3 separate regions of the Mus musculus genome follow, and all the other regions are linked to region 1. A link is a contact called in public Hi-C and promoter capture Hi-C data. All regions are on one chromosome and are shown on one strand. Each heading gives the region's core, a stretch centred on a gene start, on an enhancer-like site or on the middle of the called end of the contact. The rest is flanking DNA. Distances are from core to core; before and after follow the strand shown. Region 1 holds the start of Cyp2c55 (cytochrome P450, family 2, subfamily c, polypeptide 55). Region 2 holds the start of Cyp2c39 (cytochrome P450, family 2, subfamily c, polypeptide 39). Region 3 holds the start of Cyp2c29 (cytochrome P450, family 2, subfamily c, polypeptide 29).

Region 1 (3,880 bases), core at 925-3,424:
GGCCTTGTCAGGCATCAATGGGAGGAGAGGCCCTTGGTCCTGTGATGGCTCGATGCCTCAGTGTAGGGGAATGTAAGAGTAGGAGGTGGGAGTGGGTGGTTGGGTGGGGGAACATCATCATAGAAGCAGGAGGAGGGGAGATGGGATAGGGAGTTTCTGGGGGGGGGGATTGGGAAAGGGGATAACGTTTGAAATGTAAATAAATGAAGTATCCAATTTAAAGAAAAAAGAAAAACATGATTGTTCTACAGGGAGATAACTATGTTTTACAGCTATTAGATTTTAGGGTTATGTGAGTCAGGTACCATATAGCTGCTTCTCTTTGCCCTCGATAAAGAATTCACCTGTATTCACTCAGGCAATAAGTATTATATAGTAAACTTCTGACACAGATTTTAATCCACAGGTAGTGTAATTATTAACTAAACTCATTTTTATTTGAAAGTCACAGCCTGAGTCATGAAATATTGACTCTCAGGGCATAGTTGATCCTGGTGAACCCAGTTGAACTGAAGCCTGAAGAGAAGAGTGTAAGGTACAGGGGACTTGGGTTCCAGCTTAACTGTACTACCCTCAGTCTGTGTGACTCTCTAAGGCCCAGCTTCCTCAGCTCTGAAAAAGAAAGGGTTTTATCATGATGGGCAAAGCTAATTGAGGGACTCCATAGGGATACATTTGGTGTGAAACCTCTGGAAATGAAACTATCAAAATTCCGTCAAAGATGGGTAGAACATTGCCTAACTCTTCCTCCTTGTCTCTGCAGAGGTGACATTTGCTCAGTTTTGTTTTGTTTTTGTTTTTGTTCTCCTGAGTACATCAGAGTCAAATAAGGACTTCTGTGTTGTGTGAAGCTGATGTCCTAGGAACAAAATCAGGGAGCTGTACATTTGGAGTAATTAAAGATGGGGGGTTGATTTTGTTTGCCCTCTGGATAGCTTCAGTGCAAGGCATAGGTCACCGCAAAGGCCAACAGATCTTATCTCAAAGCTAAGTTTTTCCATGTACGAGGTACAATATATAACATGTATGGTATGCTCCCAGATTTCCTTTACCCATAAAAAATTAGAAACAAAACTTCCTGCTTTAAGTGTTTTTTTTTTAAAGAGGGAATTTAACAGTAAAATATACATATTTACTTAGTTAATTACTTGGCACATGATGGGTAAGCTAAAATGTGCATATTTCCCAAGTGGTGGCCTACATATGAGGCAGATGCAGTAGGGTCCTGAGTCTGTGGACAGTCTGAGATACCCAGCGGGGAAGAAACCAAATCATAGATGTATGAGTTATAGTACCTGTTTCCTCTTTAGGCAACTCTAAGATTGGTACAGAATGCTGAAATCTTGCATAAGATTTTCAGTCTCAAGGAGACTACCCTAGGTTTTGAGAAGCATCACTGGCTAAATAGTATTTTATAGACTAGGTATAAAATACATGGCTTGCCTTCAACATCCTAAATTCCCAGCCGGTCAACAGTATAGTGCTGGAATGATTTTTGCACAAATAGTTTACTTCAGGTTCTGGGAAAATAGCTCAGTTGGTAAAATATACACTGTGCAAGCACGAAGACCGGAGTTCAGTTCCTCCAATAGTCATGTAGTCACGTAAAAGCTGGGCTCTGTAGTACATGTCTGCAACCTCAGTGAAGATCTCTTGCTTCACTGAGGAATCCTGTATCAATGAGAGAGAGAGAGAGAGAGAGAGAGAGAGAGAGAGAGAGAGAGAGAGAGAGAGAGAGAGAGGTGGAATCGAGAAAGACACCAAAAGTCGATCTCTAGCCTCCACAGACACATGCGTATGAACTCAAATGCATGCACACCAAGATGCACACATGAACACATATTTATTTCACTGCAGCTTAATTCAGGCTTCAAGATGTAACTGGAACTATGAAGGTATTGAAATCTGCCCTACTCCACATTAAAAACAAGCACAACAATAACAATAAAAGACTCATAACAATATCTGGGTTAAGTCCAACTCCAGACTAGCTCACCATGGTTGGTAAAATCTCCTCCCAGGAGATTGAAAAGAGCAGCTTCTTTTCATGTTTGCTGCAGGCCAGAGTCCATTCAGAAGATAAAACTGCACATAACTGATTGGTCACTTAGGTCTCAGAAGCACTGTTAAGTTGGCAGCTAGCATTATAAAAGCCCTGGGCTGCAAGCTCACAGGAGTCTCCCTGAGAAGAGAAAGCTGCCATGGATCCAGTCCTGGTCCTGGTGCTCACTCTCTCCTGTCTGCTTCTCCTCTCCCTCTGGAGACAAAACTCTGGGAGAGGGAAGCTCCCTCCTGGCCCCACCCCTTTCCCAATTATTGGAAACATCCTTCAGATAGATATAAAGAACATCAGCAAATCCTTCAACTATGTAAGTATCCTTCTTGCTATATAGTGGTTGAAAAGTAAGAATTATTCTCTGCTGTTAAATAAGTACATTTCTGGGGTTAAACTATATCATCATATGGCAAATGTGCACTGTGGATTTTCACATTTGGTTTCTCATTGTAGAAATGATTAAGAGAGATAACATATTTGTCCAGGATAATCATTTTTACACTGTAAGGTAAAATCCATATAGCAGAGAGAACAGTGACTCTTTCACTGTTTCATGATTCTTAGCTGCAATTTTTGCATAAGATAAAAAGTATTGGAATTATTTTTAGTATTTACTGGAGACATCATCTACGTACATGTTGCGTATTATCTTTAGGTTAGCTAACCAAAATAATTACATTTCTTCAAGGAAACAAGTTATGTCTGATATCAAGGAGTCCGAGTCAACATAAACTTATGTGAAAGAAAGAGAACTAGTAAGGTCCAGTGGGGCCTCAGTGTTTCTGTGCAAAGCTGCTGCCAGAGCTGTGGATGAGCAGCATGTAAGAGATTGTCCTGGCTGAGATGAAAGGATGGACCATGTAGAGACTGCCATATCCAGGGATCCACCCCATAATCAGCATCCAAACGCTGACACCATTGCATACACTAGCAAGATTTTATCGAAAGGACCCAGATGTAGCTGTCTCTTGTGAGACTATGCCGGGGCCTAGCAAACACAGAAGTGGATGCTCACAGTCAGCTAATGGATGGATCACAGGGCTCCCAATGGAGGAGCTAGAGAAAGAACCCAAGGAGCTAAAGGGATCTGCAACCCTATAGGTGGAACAACATTATGAACTAACCAGTGCCCCGGAGCTCTTGACTCTAGCTGCATATGTATCAAAAGATGGCCTAGTCGGCCATGACTGGAAAGAGAGGCCCATTGGACACGCAAATTTTATATGCCCCAGTACAGGGGAGCGCCAGGGCCAAAAAGGGGGAGTGGGTGGGTAGGGGAGTGGGGGTGGGTGGGTATGGGGGACTTTTGGTATAGCATTGGAAATGTAAATGAGTTAAATACCTAATAAAAAATGGAAAAAATAAATAAATAAATAAATAGAACACTGAAAATTCAAAAAAAAAAAAAAAAAAAGAGAGAGATTGTCCTGTGGGATGCTGCATGTGCTGTTCTGCCTGCTGCCTGTTCTTTAGTCACTTATATCAGGATTGCAGACAGCCTGGCATCACACTCAACTAGAGAGAGATTTCTCTGATTTTAGTAATATGACAATATTTTAAAATTAATTAATTAATTAACATCCCAAATGCTACCCTGTTCTCGGTCCCTGATGACAGAATTCCTCCCCCATGCTCCCTCCCATTTACTTCTGAAAGGGTGCCCCCCACCCCCAGGTATACCCTCACCCTGGTGCGTCCTCTCCCATGGTGGCCAGACAAGGCAGCCCTGTGCTACATATGTGCCTGGGCCACTGACTGGTATATGCTCTTTGGTTGGTGTCTCAGTCTCTGGGAGCTTCCAGGGGTCCAGGTTAGTTGACACTG
Region 2 (3,880 bases), core at 656-3,155, 500 kb after region 1:
TTAGGGTGAAAGTTCTATGGGTGAGTTGCTACCCTTATTTCTCCACTGGGAGTCTTGCCTGGCAACAGACAGAGGCCACTTCAGATGCCACATCCCCCACTGCTAGGAATCTCAGGTAGAGTAACTCCCATAGACTCCCTGGGGCCTCTACTTGGAATTTTTCTTAAATAGAAAGTGTAGTCTATGACATGGAAGAGGGATTATTTCAGAAGAGAAAGATGATTAGGAAGAACGAACCTGGTAAACAAAGTGTGTTTATAATGTCAAAGTCATGATATACTTGAATAAAATGGTGTTATGAATTCTATTTAATTGTGTAATGAATATGCAGGAAAATTTCTGTATAAAATATCAAAATATTTTTAAGAAATAAGTGAAGATGAGCAAACAAACAAGTCAAAAAATGAAATTAAATAAAAGGTCCAGAACAAGGTTTCACAAGAGACAATTCACCTTCGATAGACAAATCGGAGCTACTCCATGAATCATCAGCAGATCCTTCCTTAAAAAGTAAGGCAAAATGTAGACTAGTTGAGTTCAGAGGCCATCTCTTTTTAGTATTTTACAATTCTTATATTTTATATAAAATTGATGACCCAAAACTTCACACTGACTTATAAATAAGTAAAGTTGCACCAGGTTCCAGGTGAAAAATAAATCTGAGATTGATTAATCCAAATCTGTCATATGTGGGGTTTAGAGTAGTATGATATGAAAGCAACAAATTAGCTCTTACTCTGCTGTAAATAATGAGGACAACCATGATATCGGGTCATTGACATTCTAAGCATTACAAAATAACCAAACAATTTGATTTTGTACTTAAAAGACTGGTATAATTATTAACTAGATTCATGTTCACTGTTAATGGTAGTTGTTATGATCAATGTAGTGCATGGTTCAAGGTCAAGAAATTTTGGATATAATTGTTCTGAATGGTTTTGTGTAGGGAAGAGTGCCAAATGCAGCAAGTGTGTTAAGCTAGAAATGTTCTTATTTAGGCTCAGACATCTTAACACTTGGTGCCCTTTTGGTGGTGCTGTTTGGGGAGGTTTAGGTAGTGTCAATTGTTGTTGTTTTTCTCTGGGTAGAATTGTGCTTAGCCAGAATTACATGTTCATTAGTGGAAAGTGAAGAATTCTAAGACTTTTTTTTTTATGAATCTATAGCAAAGTCAGGGTAGTAAGCATGCTCATTAGTCACAGTGAAGTCTAAGTTCTTCAAGCTATGAGCTGTGAGACACTGACAGTTCTTTTTGTTCCACCAGCTTTAGCAAAAGAATACTGGTCTTTCAAGGTTGAGTAAAGATGTGTGACTGATATGTATGTTTTGTTTTCTTAGCTTTTTATTGTACAAGAGTTTAATAAGGAGCTATAAAGCTTACATTATTGAATAAAATATGTTGGCATGTTCAATATAGGAAAAAATTTAAGTATGCATGATCATGTGGTGCATATATATTTCTAGCTATTGGGGCAATATAGCAGAAGAACTGTTAGTTAGAGGCCTACCTATCTTATATCCTATGACTTTGTTAAAAATAAATTTATTTCATAGAGTATAACAATATTCACAATTTATATATGAAATATATCTTTTATGACATACATACTAAGATGATATGTAATGGTTGCGGAGTTATCTTGCATTTCAAAATTAATCTATTACTTTTCAAGAATAAGTTCACATTAAAAACATGTTTGTTTACGTTTACTAGCAATACTTGGACATAAGCCTGTACTGTTAACCAGATAGTCAAATGGGCTCCGTGAAATGGTCAAGGGTAAATAACATCTTCTTTTTATCTCTATCAAAGGGACAAAGTCTACTTGAAAGAGACAGATTAGAGATTTCCTAATGGGTTACTCAACGATGCTCAAAAAGAACATGCTGTTTAATTGCTATAAAAGGCCAGTGATGCCTGATCACAATTGTGTGAATAAAAAGGGTTTCCATGGACCTTGTCACATTCCTAGTGCTCACTCTCTCTTCTCTCATTCTCCTCTCACTATGGAGACAGAGCTGTGGCAGAGGGAGCCTCCCTCCTGGCCCCACTCCTTTCCCGATTATTGGTAATTTCCTTCAGATAGATATAAAAAACGTCAGCCAATCCTTAACCAATGTAAGTATTCCTTGCGCTCCTCTAATACCTTTATAACAAAGATAAGTTGCTTTAAAAGAAAATGTAGGCCTAGAGGCAGTAATGTTATAAATAATCATAAAGTCATATATCTTCCTAAGTATTTTGTATCTCAAGCCTTTTACAGCTGTCACTTTTCAGAAAGAGAGTAACAAACAAACCTTCTTTCAGGTTGAAGAAGTTTAGATCAGTTTATTTATTTCATTAATAAATTTAGTTACCAACATCCTGACTGAAACTTCCCCTCTCTCCTCCCTGTTGTTACCCTACCCACTTAATCTACCATCCACGGGAGGAAAAATGAGGCAAAGTTTGGAGCAGAGACTGAAAGATCTCTTCAGAGACTGCCCCACCTGCATATTCACCCCATACATGGTCACCAAATGCATATACTGTTGTGGATGCCAAGAAGTACTTATTGACAGGAGACTGATATGGCTGTCTCCTGAAAGGCTCTGCCTGAGCCTGAAATATACAGTGGTGAATGGTTGCAGGCAATCATTGGACTGGATGAGTTAGAGAAATTACTGAAGTAGGTGAAGGATTTGCAACTTCATACAAGGAAAAACAATATCAACTAAAAAGAGCTCCTAGTTACTAAACCACCAACCAAAAAGTACACATAGAGGCACCCATGACTCCAGCTGCATGTGTATCAGAGGATGGCCTTGTTCCTTGAAGGCTTGATGTGTCAGTGTAGGGAAATGCCAGGAAAGGGAGGATAGAGTGGATATGTGAGTGGGGTAGCATCCTCATAGAAGTAGGGGGATGAGGGAATGAATAGAGGGTTTTCTATTGGGGAAATTGGGAAAAGAGAAAACATTTGAAATGTAAATAAGGAAAATATCCAGTAAAAGAAAACAAAAGGGGAAAAAAGGGAAAAACTTGTGAATATTACTTATCTTTTAAAACAGCAGCTTTTTTTAATCTTTTCTTGAAGATCAATAGGGAGTAATATTTTTTCAGTAAGTTTGGTACAGTTTTAGACATAAGTTTTTACTGAAGTCATCTATTTGATGCTGGACTCTAGAGAAATAAATTGATGCCTAATTTAACTAAATATCAGTGGACATGGAGTAATACAAGAAGTGCAAAAAGGAATCCAATCTTTCAGCATAACTGGTGATACTCATATCTATTTTTAGTTCATGCAAGCCTAAGTCTAGAGTTCAAAATGCTGTGAGATAAGGGACCATTTTCCCATAAAATACTGCATATGTGTGGTACAGCTTCTGAGGCGCCCACTCTCTATGTTTGTAATAGCAGTAAACCAAATCTGGAATGATCAATTTGTGGTGACTTAAAACTTTACACTTCAAACCTTAAATGGGCCTAGCTTTATTGCTTTATTTCTGCATCATTTTTCTACTTCATTGGTCTACTTGTCTCTTTTCTATGAGTACTATATCACTATAGTTCTATAGAAATATTTGATGTGTAATATTGATACCATGAACAGTATTTTTACTCCTCAAGAATTCTTTGACTAGTCTTGGTCTATTATGGTCCCACAAGATGTCCTCTCTGTTAATATGCTATAAGAAGTTCGACATATAGCATTAACTCTGCAAATTAAATTTAGTAGTATGGGTATTTTTTCCTTGACTTCTGTTTTGTGTTCATCTTCTGCTCTGAGTGGCCTGTAGTTGAGTTTAAGTTTTCCACCCAATTTGTGGTCTGGACTTATACAGAAAAAGTTGGCCTCTGGTTGAGCAAGACATTTCTGTTCAAGTTAATAGG
Region 3 (3,880 bases), core at 567-3,066, 280 kb after region 1:
CAATGAATATGTACAAATAATTTTTATAAAGATATAAAATCACTTTAAAATGTGTGATGATAAATGAAGAGACAAGTTAATAAATGAAATAAAATGAAAAAAAAAGGGTCAAGAAAAATGGTCTCAACAAGAGACCTTTCATCTTTGTTAGAGTTACAGTGATTGCTGATATTCCATGCATCATCAACAGCTCCTTCCTTAAAATTGAAGCAAAATGTAGACTGTTGAGGTCATAGGTCCATTTCTCTTTAACTGTCCTATAATTCTTATATTTTATAAAGAAACAGATCATCCAATGCATTAAAATGACTTATATGTGAGTGAAATTGCACCAGAACAAATATCTCTACAGGCATAAAAAGATATCTGAGATTGATTCATACAAATCTGTTTTTTGGGGGGATTTTAGAGCAATATGATATGGAAGCAACAAATTACTTCTTTCTCTGATGTAAATAATGAGGATAACTGTGACATTGGGTCACTGAAGTTCTGAACATTACAAAACAAGTAAACTTTTTTGACTTCTAAGTTAAAACAATGATATAATTATTAACTAGGTTCATGTTTACTGTTATTGATAGTGGTTATCACTGAATAGTGACCTAGCACATAGTCAAGTAATCATGGATAGAATTGTTCTGAATGCTTTTGAAGGGCACAAAATGCAAGAGATGTAGTGTAAGTTAGAAATATCCCCCCTTAGCCTCAGGCATTTGAATACTAGGTACTCAGTTGATGCTGCTTTTGGGGGGAGGGTTAGCTGGTATCAATTGTTATTTTCTCTGTATAGAATTTTGTTTAGCCAGTTTCATATCTGCATTAGTGGAAAGTGGAGAATTTTAAGACTTTTCTTTAAGAATCTATTGGAAAGTCAGAGTAGTAAGCATGCTCATTAGATAGCCATAGTGGATTTTAAATTCTTCCAGCTATGAGCTGTAAGACACTGACAGTTCTTTTTGTTTCACCACCTTTAGAAAAGGAATACTGATCTTTCGTGGTTAAGTTAAGATAGGTGAATGACATGTATGCTTTGTTTTCTTAGTTTTATATTTATCAAGAGTAAAATAAGGACCTATAAATCATGCATCATTGAACAAAATGTGTTATAATGCTGAATATAGAATATAAATATTTTAAGAATGTATGTTCTGGTCTTGCAAACTTTATATGCCCCAGTACAGGGGAACACCAGGGCCAAGAAGTAGGAGTGGGTGGGTAGGGGAGCAGGGCTGGGGGAGGGTATAGGGGCTTTCGGGATAGCATTTGAAATGTAAATGAAGAAAATACCTAATAAAAAATGGAAAAAAAAGAATGTATGATCATTGTGTTGCATAAATAGATTTCTAGCTATTGGGGCAATGCAGCAGAAGAATTGTCACCTTGAAGACAACCTATGTTATACAGTATGACTTTGTTAAAAGGCAAACATATTTCATAAAGTATATAAATATTCATAAGTTATATATGATATAAGTCATATATGACTATATGGCTGCCAACCCAAGTATATAAAGGTTGAGAAGTTTTCTTGAATCTCAAAATTAATCTATTACTTCTGAAGAATAACTGCATATTAGAAACATGTTCATTTACTTTTATCAGCAGTACTTAGACACCAGTCTGTACTGTTAACCAGAAATTCAAATGGGCACTCTGTAAAGGTCAAGGGTAAATTACATCTTATTTTTATCTCTATCAAAGAGACAAAGTCTATTAGAGAGAGATAAAGGGAGATTAAATATTTCCTAATGGATTAGTCAATGATGCTCAAAGTGGAGCATGTTTTTTCAGTGTTATAAAAACTCTGTGATGCCTGATCACAACTGTGTCAGTAAGGAGGTTCGCTATGGATCTGGTCGTGTTCCTAGCGCTCACTCTATCCTGTCTTATTCTCCTCTCACTATGGAGACAGAGCTCTGGGAGAGGGAAGCTCCCTCCTGGCCCCACGCCTCTCCCAATTATTGGTAACTTCCTCCAGATAGATGTGAAGAACATCAGCCAATCCTTCACCAACGTAAGTATTCTTTAGGCCCCACTAATAACTTGATAAGGCAGATAAAGTAGAAGTTGTTTTAAATGAAAATACAGTACTAGAGGTACTAAAGTTATAAATAATCATAAGGCCATGCCTCTTGCCAAGTATTGTGTACCTTATGTCTTTTATAGCTGGCATTTCTCAGGAAAAGAGTAATGAGCAAGGTCTTAGGTTGAAGGAGTTTAGGCCATTTCATTTATTAATTTAGTTACTTGTTTCCTGACAGAAGCTTCCCCTCCCTCCTCTCAGTTGTCCCCCCTCCCACTTAACCTACTATCCCTGTCTTCTCCTAGAAGTGGAATTCATGCCTGGATATCAACCAGCCTTGGCATATCAAGTTGCAGTAGCAATAGGAATATCTTTTCCTATTGAGGCTAGATAAAGTCACTCAGTTAGGAGAAATGTATTCAAAGATAGGCAGCCAAGTCAGAGACATCCCCTTCTTCTCCTGTTAGGTGTCCCAATGAAGACAGAGCTGCACAACTCTTACATGTGTACTAAGGGCATAGGTCCATTCCATACATGTTCTCTGGTTTGTGGTTCAGTTTCTGTGAGCCACTTTTTGCCCAGGTTATTTGATTTTGCAGGTTTTCTAATGGTTTCTTCAACCTCTCTGCTCCTTCCATCCTTCTCCTTCTTTCTCAAGATCCTCTTAGCTCTGCCTAGTGTTTGGCTATGAGTTTTCAACTGTTTCCATCAGCTGCTTGGTAAAACAGGTGACAGTTATGCTAGTCTTCTGTCTGCAAGTGTAGCAGAATATCATTAATAGTGTCGGGGTGGGCTTTCTCTCATAGCATGGATCTCAAGTTGGGTCAGGCCTTGTTTAGTAATTCCCTCAAAAAAAATTTGCTCCAGTTTTACTTCCGCACATTTTGTAGACATGACAAATTGTGACTTGAAGGTTTATGGCTGGGTTAGTGTCCCTGCACCTCCACTGGAAGTCTTGCCTTCTCATAGCAGGTGGCCATTTTAGGTTCTATATCCCATAAGGTGAGTAGTTTTGGCTGGGGTCACTCTCATAGATTCGTAGGAGTTTCTGTTTTACTAGGTTTTTAGCTTGTCCTAGAAGGATTTTCTTTTGTCTTCCAATCTAACTGGTGTTCTGTAAGCTTTTTGTAGTTTATAGGCATCTCTTTCTTTACATTGGGGCAAATGGATGTAATCAGAAAATATAATCCTGAGTGAGGTAACCTAGTCATTAAAGAACACACATAGTATTTACTCACTGATAATGGGATAGTAACCCAAAAGCTTGGAATACTCAAGATACAATTCACAGACCACAGGAAGCTCAAGTGGAAGGAAGAACAAAGTGTAGATGCTTCAATCCTTCTTAGAAGGGGGAACAAAATACTCATGGGAGGAAATATGGAGTCAATGTGTGGAACAGAGACTGAAGGAAAGGCCATTGAGAGACTGCCTCACCTGGGGATCCATCCTATATACACAGTCAACAAATGCAGACACTATTGTGGATGCCAAGAAGTTCATAATGACATGAGTCTGATATAGCTGTCTCTTGAGAAGCTCTGCAAGAGCCTGATATATACAGAGGTGGATGCTGTTGTTTGTTTTCTTATGTTTTATTTTATTTGTTCATTTATTTTTTTCTTTTATTTCCATTTTCAGGTCTTGAACATTTTTATTCATTTCCTTCATCTGTTTGATGGTATTTTCCTATATTTTAAAAGAGATTTATTCATTTCCTCTTTAAATGCCTTTATCTTCTTTATAATATTGGATTTAAGATCATTTTCTTGTGGTTTAACTGTGTTAGGATATCCAGTGTTTGCTGTAGTAGGTTATCCAGGCGCTGGTGGTGTCATATTGCCCAGGGTTTTG

What was found. Promoter capture Hi-C pulls out the DNA fragments that hold promoters and counts their contacts. A called contact is a pair of places that touch in the nucleus more often than the background predicts.
Region 2: a promoter capture Hi-C map of liver shows a contact between it and region 1, with 6 times the contacts expected there. The contact joins the promoter of Cyp2c39 here to the promoter of Cyp2c55 in region 1. A contact is called at or near these places in 8 of 39 promoter capture datasets (the 3T3-L1 cell line, cranial neural crest, embryonic stem cells and 3 more) and 1 of 484 Hi-C or Micro-C datasets (liver).
Region 3: a Hi-C map of liver shows a contact between it and region 1, with 5 times the contacts expected there. The contact joins the promoter of Cyp2c29 here to the promoter of Cyp2c55 in region 1. A contact is called at or near these places in 8 of 39 promoter capture datasets (embryonic stem cells, hippocampal neurons, liver and 3 more), 2 of 484 Hi-C or Micro-C datasets (both in liver) and 1 of 9 other capture datasets (adipose tissue).

What each region holds. Positions count from the first base shown.
Region 1 is chr19:39,004,845-39,008,724 of GRCm38.p6, forward strand. It overlaps Cyp2c55 (cytochrome P450, family 2, subfamily c, polypeptide 55), which reads left to right and starts at 2,175. Exons shown (of 9, transcript NM_028089.3): 1 at 2,175-2,369. The coding sequence starts at 2,202.
Region 2 is chr19:39,508,917-39,512,796 of GRCm38.p6, forward strand. Cyp2c39 (cytochrome P450, family 2, subfamily c, polypeptide 39) reads left to right here and starts at 1,906. Exons shown (of 9, transcript NM_010003.2): 1 at 1,906-2,122. The coding sequence starts at 1,955.
Region 3 is chr19:39,285,269-39,289,148 of GRCm38.p6, forward strand. Cyp2c29 (cytochrome P450, family 2, subfamily c, polypeptide 29) reads left to right here and starts at 1,817. Exons shown (of 9, transcript NM_007815.3): 1 at 1,817-2,017. The coding sequence starts at 1,850.